2 separate regions of the Mus musculus genome follow, and region 2 is linked to region 1. A link is a contact called in public promoter capture Hi-C data. All regions are on one chromosome and are shown on one strand. The core of a region is the stretch at or near the end of the contact, and the rest is flanking DNA. Distances in the headings are between cores, read along the strand shown. Region 1 overlaps Ttc39b (tetratricopeptide repeat domain 39B). Region 2 has its middle 11 kb from the start of Gm42308.

Region 1 (4,274 bases), core at 641-3,140:
CGTGAGAAAAGCAGGGAGCTTACCTTGGACCATTTACTCTCTTTGCAAAGTAGGTCTGAATAGTAATACGCCTGCATCCAATTTTGTTGGTATATATGAATCCACATTAATTCCCAGTAACAGAGATGGTGAAACTGTTTCCACTCTTCTTGAACTGAAATGCACTTTCGAAATGTTTCTTGAGCCTATAAGTCAATTGCGTAAAGCTGATTACCCAGATATCAGACAAGGAGATAATAACCCAATGGGAAATACATAAAACACTTTGTACAAAAAGAACAAAATCACCACTCATTAAGCCACTCAATATACCATTACGTTCTCTTCCTTAACGTGTGACAATACGGTTGGATTCTGTTGCTTTATTTCACTTAGTGAGGGGACCTTGTACTTTATAACTCAGGAATAAGAAAGCCACTTGCCAAGTAAGATAGAAATGCCAAAGTTCTTTCATAAAACATAGAGTATAATAGCATAAGGATCTTTGGAAAGGCAAAGAGAAGGCTATTGCCTACATAATCAGCAAAAGGTTAGCTAAGAAAAATTGGTAAAGATGTAACCAGGCAAGTCAGGGGGGGGAAAGAATAATTAATAAACATGTAACAAATTCACAAATTTGAAAGTTTGCATAGGAATGTAGCTTAGTGGCAAAGCACTTGCCCAGCCCTAGATTTGACCAGCACAACAAATAATGATAGTAATAATAGAATTAAGTAAAAATTTAAATTCTTTTTTTACACTTATCCCATGGGCAAAAAATTAAAGGACAGATATGTCCCAAGTTGACAAAGAACACTAGATATAAATATAGATATATAAATATAGAATCACATGTTTAAAGCTTCTTTTTTTATGTGTATATGCAAGTGAGTGCCTGCATTGTATATGTGTACCACATGCATGCCTGGTGCCTACAGAGGCCAGGAGAGGGTGTTAGATCCCTTGGAAGCCGAGCAGAGGCTGGTGTGAGCTGCATGACACAGCTGCTGGGAACCCACCTGGGTCCTCTGCAAGAACAGCAAGGGCTCGTAAGCACTGTGGCATCTCTCCAGCCTGTTCACTATTTCTGTACAGACATTTACATCGAAAGATTCTCGAGAAAGGCAATTTGCCTGGATGCCAAAGATGCAAGCATCATCTGACCCAGGATTCTATATCCGTATTTTTGTGCACAGAAATGTTTAGTGGCCAGTCACCAACAGCAGATTACTTTAATAAGTATAAAATAGCCATCTCGGAAAAAGGAAGCCCAGCCCTCAAAATGAACAAAGGGAGACTTAAATGTATGATCTGGAAGGTAGGTCTGCGGTTTAATATAAATAGAAAAAAAAGGTTGATCTTATTTTTATGGAAGGACATCATAGACATACACACACACACACTTCTGTTTGGCTTTAAGAGAATTAATCGCCTAGTTCCTTTGATGAGGAACCAGTATAGTTGCATCATATGTAAAAGATAGGTTCCAAAATCAATGCAAGAATAGATAATGATCAACGTTCTCTGAAGCCTCTTAGATGCCCATAATAAAATGTATTGTTTTACACATTCTTTTAAAAAATATTTTATATACTCCACCAAGAACTACTTCACATATGTGTAAACATATTTTGAGGCAAGTTACTAAGTGTGAAAACATACGTGCACAAAGTAAAAGCTTAGCTTCTCAGAATCACATTCCTTTTATCTCTGCTAGTGCACACAACCAAATTTACTTATACTGTGTGTCCGTGTGACGCAACCCCCACTCAGACACTGCCCTTAAATAACCCTTGCTGACACAGCTACCTTTTCAGTGTTCCCTTTGAGCAGCTCGATTCGGGCATGATAGAAGAGTATGAGGGAGCCCTGTGGAGAGAGGAAAGAACACTCTTCAACAGACATGGCGGCTGTGAGTCACGGCTGAGGCAGACAATGGAACAGTAAGCGTACATTTGGGAACTGTTGAAGGAACGGAGCGAGGAGACTCTCTGCTTCCACAACATTCACTTCTCCTGTACCTAGAAATTGAACAGACAGTGCTCAGTGCTCACGAAACAACCAATAGTGCACATTTACAACCAATTCCCAGCTCTCACTGATACACACACAGCACACACCCGTGGACAGAATAGAAATGATTGTTTTGTGTTTTCATCTGAGAAGGGTGTGGATCAAAGAGCTCCAGGGCAGACAATTTAAGAATGGAGTTGGCTGTCTCAGACAAGTCTCAAGAACGGAGGCGGACGCCGGGCGTGGTGGCGCACGCCTTTAATCACAGCACTCGGGAGGCAGAGGCAGGCGGATTTCTGAGTTCGAGGCCAGCCTGGTCTACAGAGTGAGTTCCAGGACAGCCAGGGCTACACAGAAAAACCCTGTCTCGGAAAACCAAAAAAAAAAAAAAAAAAAAAAAGAATGGAGGCTGCCGTCTCATTGACATTTGAACTTTTCAAGACAACACTACCTCTAAATTTAATTTTCTACAAAATTAAAAAAAAAATGGAAATACTAACACTAATGTGGTAAAAAAAAAATACAGCCACCTAATACATAAATCTTATCTAAGAACAGATTTTAAAATGTCATGAGACATCACACGGCTCAATAATGAGAGCGTTGGCTGCTCTTAAAGAGAAGTTTAATTCTTAGCACCCACATGGCACCTCACAACCATCCGTAACTCCAGTACCAGGAGATCTAATGCCTCTTCTGGCCTCTGTGGACACAAGGCATGCACGTGGTACACTGATACACATGCAGACAAAATGCTCATAGGCACAAAATAAATAACATACATGCATATAAATGACTTCTAAACTGCTCAGTGAAAACAATCCGTCAACTGTCTCTGCCAAAGATCTCTATGATAAATCTCACCATCTTTCATCCAACTCAAAAATTCAAAGTAAGCAGACAGCGACGACCCAACTCTTACCGAGAATGAGGGAGATGTAGGTATGGAAGGCCAGGATGGTAAGGCAACAGAGCGGGGACCGCATGCTGCTTCCTGATGCGCCTTCCCGGAGCTGCAGAAGGCCTAGGTCCTGCAGATAGTAATTGCATTACAGAGAGAGAAAAATCTGACTGACAAAAAACTACATTTGGAAATTCTCACATCATTCATCCGTCCTGCACTCCATAAACTTGGGGTTTCATTTTTCACCAGCTTAGAATAATGGCAGTATTTAAATAGAAACAATCGTCACAGTTTAAACTGGCATAAGACTATCTGATAGATCCTTTCATAACTGTCCCAATCAGCTCCAGTTGTCCACTTAATACAGCCCAGAGTCATCTGAGAGGAAAGCTCACACTGAGGAATTGCCTAGCTCAGACTGGCCTGTCCATGCCTTTGGAGGATCATGCTTGATGCAAGAAGACCGCCCACTGTGAGTAGCACCAATCCCTAGGCAGGTGGTGCGGGGCTGTACAAGAAAGATAGCTAAACATGAGCCTATACATAAGCAAGCAGGATGGCAAGTCAGCAGACAGACTTCCCTCACAGCTCCTTCCTCCAGGCCCCTGCCTTTAGTCCCTGACCTCACAATGGACTGAAACCTGGAAGTACAAGACGAAATCAACCCTTTCCTCCCCTCCATGGTTTTCGTTCACAGTGTTTCATCATAGCAACTGTTATCAAACTGATCCATGTTGATTATGTGATTCTACGGAGAGGAATAAACGGCTCATTCCCAAGTAATGCTGTATTTTTCTCTGATAAAATTTCCGATTTACATTCTGAGCTGCTAGGGGCTTGTCTCAATGGTAGAGCACTTACCCAAGCACGGGTAAAACCAGGCCTGGGTTTCATCCCTATCACCACAGAAGACCATACTGAGTTTCAAGCTCAATGTACTGTGATGGTCAAGAACACAGGATTCTATGCCTACAGAGACCCCGCCGCCCAACAGGGAAGGTGGAACAGGAACTCACAATTTTATGGGACCAGAGTGAGCACCATCGGCTAGGTGAATGCATGAATCTGAACGTTAGGAACACTTGCGCCTCATTTGGGGAAGTATGGGAGAATACTCCGTGGAAGAGATAGTATTTATCTCAAACCAAGAAAAGAGGCACTCTTCAGAGAACACCATTTGAAAAGAAGCTGGGTGGAGAAGATCACTATAACAGAGAACAACAGAAATTTCTTCAAAATTAAAACAAAATGCAACTTTTACCCTGTTTCCAGAAAATCCAATAAATTCTAGTAACCGGATGATTCTTGCTGGTAAAAGAGAGAGCATCTGTAAGGAAAAATAGAGATGTAAGTGCACTGGCATGTTAGACTCTGACTA
Region 2 (4,274 bases), core at 798-3,297, 260 kb after region 1:
GTTTCAGCCTAGCAGTTAGTATATATTTAAATTTTTTTATCACATATTAGACATGTTTTAACATGTTGCAAGATAAGAGTAATCTAAAGGTTAGCTAGAAAATGTTATAAAAGTTTGAAATTTATTATGATTTTAGAATACATTCCATTTGACAGAATCACATTTTTATCCTGGATTTGAACGGACATACTTGGAAACAGTAATCTTGGGAACTTCCCAGATATTTGTTAGAGTCAAAGTTTGCTAACTGAGCATCCAAAGCAGTGAATAAAGAGGACGGTGAGGGGCTGGAGGCAGCCCAAGTCCAGTTCCCAGTTCCCACATGGCAGCCCACAGCTGTCTGTAGCTCCAGGTCCAAGGGCTCCAATGCCATCTTCCAACCTCTGCAGGTCCCAGGCATGCATGTGCAAAGTGCCCATAACACAGAAAATAGAATCACTGAGAAGAATAATTTGCTTAAAAGGAATGAGGAAACACTCTAATAGCTAGATTTCTTGTCAGTATTGTGTCTACTCTGCTCTTGTGAGGGCCTCTTCTACTTTTATATAATTTGAGAGGTGGAAGAGACAGTACTGGACCATAGTCTGCTGTTCTGGTAGGCCATACGTGCTGATAAAGAGATAAAAATCACAAGTAGTCGGGCGTGGTGACACACGACTTTAATCCCAGCACTCAGGAGGCAGAGGCAGGTGGATTTCTAAGTTCGAGGCCAGCCTGGTCTACAAAGTGAGTTCCAGGACAGCCAGGGCTGTACAGAGAAACCCTGTCTCAAAAAATAAAATAAAATAAAATAAAAAATCACAAGTAAAAGTCTAAAAGTCCAATTAATACTGTAAGCCTAGGTTTTACAAACTTCTCGTTTTTTTGTGACAAGGGTGACTGGTTCACACTTCCTATGTCACCAGGGATGACCTTAAACATCTTTCTTCTTGCCTCTACTTTCCAAGTGCCGGGAAAACATAAATAAAACAACACAGCCCTTTTCATGCTGTGGTAGAAATGGAACCCGGGCCTTCATTTGCCTTCTCTGTATAAACTCTACCAACCCAGCTACATTCCCAGTTCCACAAACTTTAATAATGAATATCCGGAGCCAGATATGGTGTGGCCTCCATCCCCAATCCCAGCACGGAGGAGATTGAGACAGAAGGATCCTGAACTGTATAGACAGTTCATAGTGGGTGGGTGGTGGCGTAAGCTTTTAGTCTTAACACTCTGGAGGCAAAGGCCGGGCAGATCTCTGGATTTGAGGCCAGCCTGGTCTACCGCACGTGTTCTAGGACAGCCAGGGCTACACACAAACGCCCTGCCTCAAACAAACCAAACAAAGCAACAAAAAAAGTATAGACAATTCAAATTCAATAATATATCCTATTGCTTTTCCATGGAGCTGTGCTTACACTCAACTGGCCGTTCCTTATCTTACTTTTAACTGTTTGTTTTTATGCATGTGTGTCTGTGTTCATATGAAGGTAGGTGTCTGCTAAGGCCAGAGCTTGGAGCTAGAGTTATATGACACTGTGAGCTGCCTGACATGGGGGCTGCGAACCCATCTTGAATCCTCTGCAAGAGCAGTACCACTTCCTAACTCCTGAGCCATGTCTCCAGGCACCTCTTTGATTTCAGTTTATGACAAAAGAATGTTTTCCCAGAACCAAGACTCCTTCCCCCCCTCATACCATCTCTATCTGATGTCAGCTAAAATATAACATTGGCAATTTTTTTTTTTTTTTTTTGGTTTTTTTTCGAGACAGGGTTTCTCTGTGTAGCCCTGGCTGTCCTGGAACTCACTCTGTAGACCAAGCTGGCCTCGAACTCAGAAATCCACCTGGCTCTGCCTCCGGAGTGCTGGGATCAAAGGTGTGCGCCACCACGCCCGACTCCTGAGAAGGACTCTTGATCAGCAACGAATTTCTATAGTAAAGTAGCAGTCTCCAGGTTCAGGAAAGAGCCCCTATCCGCTGCAGGAACACTTCACTTGTATCTTCATCCTCCGCTTCAACTGAGTGGGCGTGTCTGTTCCATTGATTGGCTGTCCATCAAACAGGAATCTGAGCTGCGGAGTTCACTAACCTTGTCGTTCACAATGGGCTTTCATTGCTTTACTAAGTGGTTCAAGCTTCTTGGATCTTAAATTGCACCACAGAACCATCCGGCCCCACTACCTTCAAAATAATATGATCGTTGTTCTCAGGCTCTGCTCCTCCCTTGGGGTTCTTGTGCAGCTGGGAGTCTCCTCAGCTGCATCTTCACAAAAGAGGTTGGAGGTCCTCACTGAGGGAGCATAGCAGCACTGGGCGGAGGTGGGGGGTGGGAGAGGTGGGAAGGATGGGGGTGGGGGTGGGGTGGGAGGGGTGCGCAAGGGAGCATCAGGCAGAGGGCGCTGCGATTTGCGACTCCTCCTCTCCGCCTTGTGCGCATGAGCATCCTTTACATTTTAATTTTTTTAAAAAAATACATTTTAAAATCTTATTATGGAAAGCGTTGCAAATAAGAAGCACCACACGCTTAGATTCGGGATTTTTTAAAGGAATGGTTTAATTAAATGAAATATTCAACAATTAGGCTTTTTAGTTGATAGTATCAGATTCATAGGAGGTGGGGTGGAGAGTTGTTTTGTTTTTGAGACAGTTCACTCTCTAGCCCTGGCTCTTCTAGAATTGGCTGTGTAGATAACACCGGTCTGGAAACTGCTGGGATTTGCTGGGCCTTGCAATATGCTACCGTACCCCACAACCCCATCCCACCGTGTGTGTGTGTGTGTGTGTGTGTGTGTGTGTGTGTGTGTATGCTTGTTGTTGTTTTGTTTTCATGGCTGGTGTTTTTCCCCTTGAGACCTGCCTTATCTAGTACCTTGGCTACTCCGGCTTACTGTACGTGTTTGTGTGTGGTGCTTGGCAGTAAGTCTAGTGCCCTGTATGTACTAGTCAAGCATTCTACCACTGAGCTGCATTTTCAGCCCTTTCCTCTACACTTTTTTACTTTGAGACAGTCTCAGGAAATTCCCCAGGCTAGTCTTGAACCTGCTCTTATATACCAGACAAGCCTGTGATTTGCCTCGATCCTCTGAGCAGCTGGGATAATAGACTTTGGCCACTGAACCCAGCTTTCTGCTTGCTCTTTTTGTTTTGTCTTGTTTTGTTTGTTGCTCTTGTTGTTGTTGTTTTGAGAGGTAGTATTTCTCTGTATAGCCCTGACTGTCCTGGAATTACCTCTGTAGACTAGGCTGGCCTCAAGCTCAGAGATCCTCACCTACTCAGCTGCCTCCACCTACTGAGTGCGGAGATTAAAGTCATATGCTATCATGCCTGGCCTTCATGCTTATTTCTGATAAACACTTGCATGGTATGACTTTTCCAGTTGTTTATTTTTAATTATATATATGCATATTTATACACATATATTTATGTATAGGTATATATGCACATATATACACATATATTTATGTATATACATACATATATATGTATATATATATATATATATATATATATATATATATATATATATATATATCTTGACCATCCTCTTATTAAACTAACCTGTTTACATATTTGAGGTGTTTCCTAGAAACTCACTGTACTCGGGTCTTGCCTTTTTATGCACAATACTCCCCTCTGTCCTTTAGTCTGTGTATTTAAATGATTGAAGTCATCACTGATGTGTTAGGACTTTACTTTGGAATTCTGCCTTCTCTTCTCTGTCCTTTCCCTTTGTCTCCATTGTTTGCTTTCATACTACCTTCCTGCATGCCACTTCTCTGTTAGTATCCATTTCAGCCTGTCCTTGAGCTGTAAGTCTCTTTGTTTAGATGGTGAGCCTGACTCTGCTGCTGTACCAAAGGAGGCAGGTAGAACGTGTTCCTTCCTCTCTATCCTACACTAGAATTATGCTTCACACACGTAATTCCTGATAGCCTATTTGGTTGACATTGACCAGTCCAAGTGAAGTACAGGATACTTGCTCATTGTAAGTACCTTACCATTCCCACCAGGGCAGACAGCTTTCAGTTACTCTGACTAAAGGACTGAGGCGATCAACTTATAAGGAGGAAAGGTTTATTTTGGCTCTTGATTTCAGAGATTCCAGTCCATGATCACTTGGTCATCTTGTGTTGGACCAGTGGAAACACAGCGTAGCATGATGGGAAAGCATGCTGTAGGAGAACTGATCACCTCATAGTTGCCAAGAAGCAAAAAGCAAAAACAAACAAACAGAGTTACAGAGCTAAGCATAGATAACTGTCATCCTAGCACTTGGGATGTTAAACAGAA

What was found. Promoter capture Hi-C pulls out the DNA fragments that hold promoters and counts their contacts.
Region 2: a promoter capture Hi-C map of embryonic stem cells shows a contact between it and region 1, with 3 times the contacts expected there. The contact joins two enhancer-like sites. A contact is called at or near these places in 6 of 39 promoter capture datasets (the C10 cell line, cranial neural crest, embryonic stem cells and 3 more), 5 of 115 datasets of contacts at active chromatin or transcription factors (all in embryonic stem cells) and 1 of 9 other capture datasets (adipose tissue).

The regions. Positions count from the first base shown.
Region 1 is chr4:83,242,116-83,246,389 of GRCm38.p6, forward strand. Ttc39b (tetratricopeptide repeat domain 39B) reads right to left here. Exons shown (of 20, transcript NM_027238.2): 10 at 4,158-4,223; 11 at 2,915-3,023; 12 at 1,933-2,000; 13 at 1,789-1,848; 14 at 24-185. Among named protein-coding and RNA genes, the nearest start is that of Gm42307, 40 kb to the right of the region's middle. Within about 2 kb of position 1,891, at least 8 of the 459 cell types and tissues checked have an H3K27ac peak or open chromatin away from gene starts, as enhancers often do. A contact at or near this core is called in embryonic stem cells, where this site is marked.
Region 2 is chr4:83,498,549-83,502,822 of GRCm38.p6, forward strand. No RefSeq gene overlaps it. Among named protein-coding and RNA genes, the nearest start is that of Gm42308, 11 kb to the right of the region's middle. Within about 2 kb of position 2,048, at least 69 of the 459 cell types and tissues checked have an H3K27ac peak or open chromatin away from gene starts, as enhancers often do. A contact at or near this core is called in embryonic stem cells, where this site is marked.